Linked DNA regions of Zea mays: region 2 is linked to region 1. A link is a contact called in public Hi-C data. All regions are on one chromosome and are shown on one strand. The core of a region is the stretch at or near the end of the contact, and the rest is flanking DNA. Distances in the headings are between cores, read along the strand shown. Region 1 has its middle 12 kb from the start of LOC103640485. Region 2 holds the start of LOC100192938 (putative RING zinc finger domain superfamily protein).

The links. Hi-C and Micro-C count contacts between places; a contact is called where the count stands out from the background.
Region 2: a contact with region 1 is called in a Hi-C map of tassel, with 5 times the contacts expected there. The contact joins the promoter of LOC100192938 here to the enhancer-like site in region 1. A contact is called at or near these places in 3 of 25 Hi-C or Micro-C datasets (ear, endosperm and tassel).

The regions. Positions count from the first base shown.
Region 1 is chr1:164,747,069-164,750,849 of Zm-B73-REFERENCE-NAM-5.0, forward strand. No RefSeq gene overlaps it. Among protein-coding and RNA genes, the nearest start is that of LOC103640485, 12 kb to the left of the region's middle. Within about 2 kb of position 2,108, at least 16 of the 20 cell types and tissues checked have an H3K27ac peak or open chromatin away from gene starts, as enhancers often do. A contact at or near this core is called in ear and tassel, where this site is marked.
Region 2 is chr1:165,030,628-165,034,641 of Zm-B73-REFERENCE-NAM-5.0, forward strand. LOC100192938 (putative RING zinc finger domain superfamily protein) reads right to left here and starts at 1,925. Exons shown (of 3, transcript NM_001138119.2): 1 at 1,708-1,925; 2 at 771-997; 3 at 38-660. The coding sequence starts at 1,851. The coding sequence ends at 294.

The sequences.
Region 1 (3,781 bases), core at 858-3,357:
CTCTTTTTTCTCTCGGAAAGCAAGAGGCCCCGAATTCTTGACTTGATGGGCACAGCACCATCGATTTTTCCACGCGGAGGTCTCGTCACATGAATCTCGATCCAGCAAAGATCCGGCAGCTTTCCGCGGCCGGTTTCGCTGCGTCTGCAATGGCCGGCAAGCAGAGGGCTCGAATCAATCAGCTACGCCGCGCGCAAGGAGTACTGGACGAACACAGCAGCAATCGGATGGATCAGACCGCCGCCACTTGGGCTGCACCAGCTAGCTAGCCGGGCGGCAGAGTGGAGCGGTAGGGCGGCACTGCGTTTGACTTGCGGCCGGGTTGGCGCCACAGCCCACAGGCATCGGCATGGGCATGGTGCTGGTGCATATGCAAAGCCTTGCTCGTAAAGTTGCAACCTTTACTTGTGCTATAGTGCAGCTGTAGGGCGCTGCATGCTTTGGTCAGAGCTGATATTCCATTTCCATTCCATTCCCATGGCGGCGTGTCGGTCTGGCTCTGGTCGTGCATGGCGAGAACAGAAAGAAATTACCTGGGGGCAGCTGTGGACACATACAGCTGACAGTGAGTGAGCTGTGTGTGTGAGCAGCAGAGTGGCCTTTCTGACCGACCGAGGTCACTCACAAACATCAAAGTGGCCCGGTCCGGAGGGACAGTTGGTCGGAGATCTGATGATCGGTCCAAAGACGCACGCACGCACGCACTCTCGGCTGTAAAGCGCCATTACAGGACTGGGATGCAATGCAATGCAGGCAAAGCGACGCAGCTAGCTAGGCGGGGTTTAAAGATGCAGCGGAATCTCATCGTGCATGCGGTGCCTGCCTTTTTTTTCCCATGGCGGCTTTACTGCATGCAAGTCTGTCGTCGGCGGTTTAGCTAGCGAGAGGAGAGAGCTAGCGCGCGGCCGGGTTGGTCGCGGTCGGTGCAGTGGTGAATGGAAATGGAAATGGAGGCAGGGCCACTCTCGCTACTCCGTAAGCACGCACGCACCACTGGCAGCAGTGGGAAGGCGAAGGACCCAGCGGAGAAGAGCTTCTCCGGCAACTGGACAGCACTACCACCGTCGTCGAGCAGCTAGCTAGCTTCTAGCGATGACAGCTTCCGCGTACGCTGTCTGGGAATTGGATCCCGTTTCAGTCCATATCTGTCTGTCCAGTGTTCGTTCAGACGAGCGTTTTTTTTTTCCTGTTCGCGGCAGCACACACTGCACTGCGGGCGTGGCCAACTTTTTTACATTTTAGTCCTTTTTAAGTTTTTTTTTCACAATTATGTTCTTTACAGTTTCATTTCAAAAAATGAATCTCAACCTCGGCACTATCATCAAGGTAACGCATAACGACGCCAATATCGTTGGCGCCAACTTTTCCTACGTGGTGATAGTCGATATGACAAGTCCCATGCGGTCGGCGCCATAGATCTTGGCGCCGACCCCCCTCGACGGCGAGTTCTGGTGCTGTCCAGGAGGGTCGGCGCCAAGATCTATGACGCTGACTCCCTGGGACTTGCCACATCGCTTGCCACGTAGGAAAAGTTGGCGCCAATTATGTCGGCGTCACTATTCGTTACCTTGATGTCAATGATGATGGTGCCGAGGTTAAGATCTATTTTTTAAAGGGAAATTTGGATCCATACCATTAAAAGATCACCACTTTAGATCCATACCATTACTATCTCACTTACACGTGGGTCCACATGAGTCAATGACATGTGGGGTCCATGATATATATCTAAAGTTTGGATCTTTTAATGTTATAGATCCAATTGTTCCCTTTTTAAAATAAAACTGCAAAAGACATAATTATGAAAAAAACCCTAAAAGGACTAAAATGCAAAAAAAAAGTTGGCGGACGCGGCGGCGGTCTAGGTGGCTGCTAATCATGGTGTGCTCAGCGTGTGCATGACGGTACGTAGTGTTCAGACGAGCGTTGTTTCGTCGACGAGCTCAGACCATCATCATCGTGTGCGTTACGACACTAAGCATAAGGACGAATTTGTACGGTGGAAAATAAGACATCTCTACTTTGGTTACAAGCCAGCGGCTCCATGCTTGTTTTTGCTCAGCCACATGCATGTCAAGGCTTTCGGCCGGCCCAGACAATACCTACAGACCGAAACGTTTACATGGGCTCTTAAAAAGTCACAATACACGGGTGCTTAAGTGGGTCAGGCATCGGGCTACGAGCGTGGTCTCTTGCTGCTTCCATAAAAATAATACTAAGTGCTAGTGCTACGCGTCGGCGCCCATTTTATCACCAAACGCTGGAATGAACCGTCTGTCGGTATTGACACCTTTAGGTCTGTTCGGTTATTCCTATTTCAAGTGGACTGAAATATATTAGATTAAATTGAGACGTATTTTAATTTATTGTAGATTTAAACCGATTCAATTCTACTCAATTCACATGGATTAGCAATAAAACGAACAAGCCCTTAGATGATGTAGGATCAGATAAATTGAACATCTTTTGAGCACTAAGCCACATCCATGATGGTCACCACCTATTTAGGGCAAACAACAACGAACCCTAGGACCTTCTCGTGACAAGCACTACCGGAATTCGGCTTTTTGCCGAGTGTTAAATGATTTGCCGAGCGTTTTTTTTCGGGCACTCGGCAAGCCGAGTGCCAAGTAAAAAACCCTCGGTAAAAAACACTCCGCAAAGAAACTCTTTGCCGAGTGTTTTATTTTTTACACTTGGTATAGAGTTTCTTTGCTGAGTGTTTTTTATTGACACTCAACAAAGAGTATTTGCCGAGTGTTTTATTTTTGACACTCGACAAAGAGTTTTTTTGTCGAGTGTTTTATTTTGCACACTAGGCAAAGACAATTTTAAAATCACATTTTAAAGCAGTACATTAATTCAAATGAAAAAGTTTTCAACTACAAATTTGTATAACTCATCAAGATGTACAATTTATATTTTGATAATTTTCTTATATGACAAAATAAAAGTAAATTTGTTCATAAAACCTATCTCTTTCTCGTAGTTTATGAAACTATAAGAGAGATGTATAAGATTTTTGAATAATGTTAGAACCATCATTTGAGATGAACAAATGACCAAACAACCAAAATAAACTTTGTAGGTCTCGGGAAGTTATAGAATTTTGTAGTTGACAACTTTTTCATTTGAAGTTATCTTGTCAACGAAAACTACATTTGAATTTTAAAAATTTAAAAAATGAATTTTGAAAACGACGTCGGATGGGAAAACCACCAACATAAATGTTGTAGGTCTTCAAAAGTTATGAAATTTTGTAGTTGGCAATATTTTGGTTTGAAATCATGTTGTCATGTAAAACTATGTTTGAATTTTAAAATTTGAATTTTTTAAATTACCTCGAATGGAAAAAACCACCAAAATAAAAGTTGTTTGTATTGAAATGTAATGAAATTTTGTAACTAATAATTTTTTGATTTGAAATCATATTATCATTGAAAAATTCGTGTCTTTTCAAATTTGAAATTCAAATTTTGTAAATAGCCTCGGACGTAGAAACTATCAAAATAGAACTTGTAGATCTTGAAATGTTATGCAACTTTATAGTTGGTCATATTTTCAAATGAATTCATTTAGTGCCTCAAATAATCAAATTACTCTCGGTATGAGGAATGAAAACATAATATAGACAAAATGATGTAGTAGTGTAGTGGTAGAGGAGGGTATGCGAGAGAGAGGTTGCGAGTTCGAATCTCACCATTCACAAAACATGTTAATTTGATTTAAAATAATAGTGAAAAATGATAAGGAGATGGGTAACTGTAATGGGGAGTGGTTG
Region 2 (4,014 bases), core at 675-3,174, 280 kb after region 1:
AGTGTTATCTATCTTCTTCTAAAGTTGAGATCTTTTTAACGATACAGATCTAATTTTCCTGCGTACATTAGATTAGACACAACATACACACATATATCACACTGAATCGCTGAAGCCGCAAAGCTCAGTACTACCAGTCTACCTCAACGGGCAAAGGAAGAAGAAAAGAAAAAAAACCCATACTAGTGGAGTGGTTACAACAAGAGGTGAGCAGCGACACACGGTTAATAAAACCATCGTCATCCAGTTCCACACTTTCCATTCATTCATCCATCCTTCCTTCCTTCCTGCTGTTAGGAGCGAGCTCGCACGGTGGCCCGGCAGTAGGGGCAGTCGGCGCGGGACCGCAGCCAGCGCTGCAGGCAGGCGGAGTGGAAGACGTGCCCGCAGCGCAGCTGCGTGAGCCCGCCGCCGGCGCCGCACCTCTCCAGGCATATGGAGCAGTCAGAAGCTGCGTCCGCGGGCGCGGCTCGCCCGTCTTCTGCTTCCTGTACCGCGGAGGCCGCCGGTTTGGGGAACACAGGGATGGGTTCACGTTCACCGGGCTGGAACTGGAACTGGAAGCAGCTGGTTTGACCGCCGCCCGAAGAGGCGTCAACGACGGGGCGAGCGAGTCCTCCAGCTCCAGCCCAGAGTGTCTGCAGCGGCCATGTCTTGTGCCTGCAAGCAACGGACGAGAGCACACACAGCAAGCGTAGATGTAGATTGATGAGCGTGTTGCCAGATTTAATTACGTGCAGCTAATAAGAGTTTGGTTAACGCACGAGGACCTTCGTCCCGCCGCCAGGACCAGGTCCACGCTGCCGAGCCTCTGAAGGAGCCGTTCCCTGGCCTGCTGCACGGCGTCGGGAAGCCGGCCGTGGTCCGACCCCGACGTGCTGCGGTGGTGAAGCCCTGCGCTGGAGGCCGTGTGAAGAAGCCCTGCTGCCTTTCCGACTGGCCCCGGAGGCTTGGCTGCAGCAGCGTGATCCCTTTGGTGCCCTGGAACATCATGCTCCTGTGCAGCTAGATTCAGTAGCTAAACTACTGCCAAGCTTTGTTCGCAAATGTAGATGAATTGAAGGGAACACATCAACACACACACATGATAACACAAATTTGCCCATTCAAGTTTATACCAATTGTACAAGCCCACATCGTTTTTACACTCTCTTTTCTTTTGACTAATATTTTGAGAGGCTGCAATCATCCATGCCAGGGATTCATCCATGCTTTCTAACTTAGGATATCCTCTGTTTTTTTTTTTTGCCTGCTAGGTTCGCTACAATAATACTCTGCCTAGTTCGAGATGGACTATGAGCTAACTTCTCATTCAAGCGGTGCCGAATATTCCAGGACGCTGGTGGACTCCTCGATGCTCCTGAAGAACGAGGAGGCTAGGCCTAGGCCTTCATCGAAACCGAATTACTGATGGACTCCTCAACCATAAGGGTGTACAGTACAGTACACTAGACATCTGCATCCATCGGCAGCTCTGCTCCACCAAGAAAACACCAACCTTTTTTCTCCGTTACGGATACGATCTGCAGTCTGCTGGAAGACCGGAGTTTTGGAATCAAGAAGAAAACCCTCCGGTTTCTTCACTCGGGGAAAACGCAAAAGGCCGCGGCTTTAATTTACTTATTTATTTATGTAAGCAAACAAAACGGCAGGAGGTGAGAGGGAACGGAACGGCAGCGTGTTGTTGGGTACTCGGTCAGTACTCACCGGCTTCTGGTGAGAGGAGGAGAGGGAGCCGCTGCGGCGGCGGCGGCGGGGGCGGCGGGGGTCGGGAGGCTCGGGACCCGGGTCGTCAGGCGGCGCCGGCGCGGGGCGGCGCTGGAAGTAGACGAGCTTGGAGGCGATCGGCATGCAGGAGGGGCAGCTGAGAGCTGAGAGGGGAGAGGAGCCTAGCCGTGGCGAACTGTTACAGCTCCACCCCAGCTGCTTTCTTTCTCTCAGCTCTCAGCTCATATAGTGGCGTCGTCGGTCAGTGCTGAATTGCCTTTCTTGGTGTACTCCTTCGCGATGGGGGTTATTCAGGGGGTCAATCTTGTCGCTAATCTTGTTCGTAGAAAGCGACAGATATTTCGTGTCTGTTTTCTTTCCGTGCGCTGCAAGTGCGAGGTCAGACGGGAGAACTGTAGACGCGTGGAGGTGGACGGGAGAAAGGCAAATCCAGGGCGTCCAGCACATATTATGCAAATGGAACTGGCAAGAGCAACGTCATCAGTTACAGTTAGGCTTATTAAGCTGACGGTTACTTCAGGAGTTAATGCTACCCTCCTCTTTTTGCGCTTTTACTCCATCGGTGCTTTTGCTTGAAAAACACACACTCTCCGCATCGTACTCGCTCTCTCCCTCCAAAATTAAAATCCTTTTTTACCGTTTTAGTATATTTGTCTATATCCCTTATCACCCATACAAATGGAGACATAAAAATTTAGAGCTAAAACGACTTCTAGTTTAGAGCGGAGGGAGTACAATAGTATATGTCGAAGAGGAAATCTTCGGCCGGGTGGCGGAATGCACCCGCCCTAAATCCTAAGATGAGGAGGGACCTAAGCGTTTTGCTTGTCTGCTAAGCGATGAACGAATCATAAGAACACACAACAGTTTAGAGTGGTTCGGGCCGCCGGAGCATAATACCCTACTCCACTGTGTGATGTATTGAGCTCGGGAGCTTGTATGAACTTGTGAGCCTGAGATGGATCTAAGTGTGTCTGAGTCTTGTAACGTTGCGTGCCTCCCCTTTTATAGCTAAAGGGGGGCATGTACAAGGGTGCTGAGCCCCGACATGCGGGCCCAGGGACATAACAGATGTAACACTTGAAGCAACTAATGCTGGTCGCCAGTGCAATCTTCTTGTGCCCTGATATCTGCGGTCTACGTAGCATTGGCGTGCAGCGGAAGTTTCCCTAGCAACGTACGAGTGATGATGAGCACAGTGCACCTCGCAATACGGGCGTACTGCCTGCCAACGAAATTGACAGGCACGCCGCCTGCGGGACGGTCTGGTCGTCGCCTGCCAGCAGAGTGGACAGGGCACATTTAATGCTGAGGCGGCACATCGCTTGTCAGTGGAGTAGACAGGGTGCATTTAATGTTGAGGCGGCACATCACCTGCCAGTTTGACAGGCGACACGCCTCACCCGCAATAAATGCGCGCGGCCCAGAGGCCTTACGTCCGGCTCCGCCCGTTGGCTTACGTCACAGGCAGCTGGCCACGTGGCAGCATCGGGTCTCCGCCTGAGCGGGGAGCAGAGACGTACGCAATATGGTTCGGAAACGTGTCGGCTCCGGACCCCCGCCTGGCCTTGATTAAGGTCCGGGTACTCCTCCTAGAATCCCGGGAGCTTGTTGTGAGCGACTTGGGCCCCACACAGGGAGGTCCGGTTCCCGTCTCGGGGGTCCAGTTTATACTCGCGGAGGTCCTGGATCCTGCCCGGAGGTTCGGGCTGTGTATCCAGGGGTCCGACACTTTCCCGTGGGGGGCCGGACCCACTGTTGACACCATGGAGTATATTGTCTCCTCCGGCCACGTGGCGGCCCCAGTGCCGCCCATGTGGCGGGGTCAGCCGCTGTTTGCCACATGGCTAGAGGCAGCCGCATGGACTCCGCGCTTTCACACTGTAGTAAGGGGTACCCCTGATTCAGGGTACCGACAGTGGCCCCCGGGCCCGCCTTAGGGGAGGAAACGAGCCTGCAGGTGGGGCCAAAGCTTGATTGGCGATTGGCACGCTGCTTCTGTGCGCTTGCTGACACAATAACTGCCAGCTCGCCTCTGGTCACGCCAACTGTCACGCCTATCCCCGCGGCTGACTGACCCGTGGTCTCCGCACTTGATGGTTTTGCTGAGCCACGCGCGGGGTGCCTCGATGCCACTGCATTGGTTTTGAAAGTTCACCTTTTTTGTCCTTTGCGGCGGCCCTGAGGGGGCGCAGTATGGGCGCGAGCAGCGATTCGACTTCTCTGCACCCAGGGGCCGGCGCCCAAGGAGGATGACTCGTGGGCCCGGGCCCCCGTGTCAGAGAC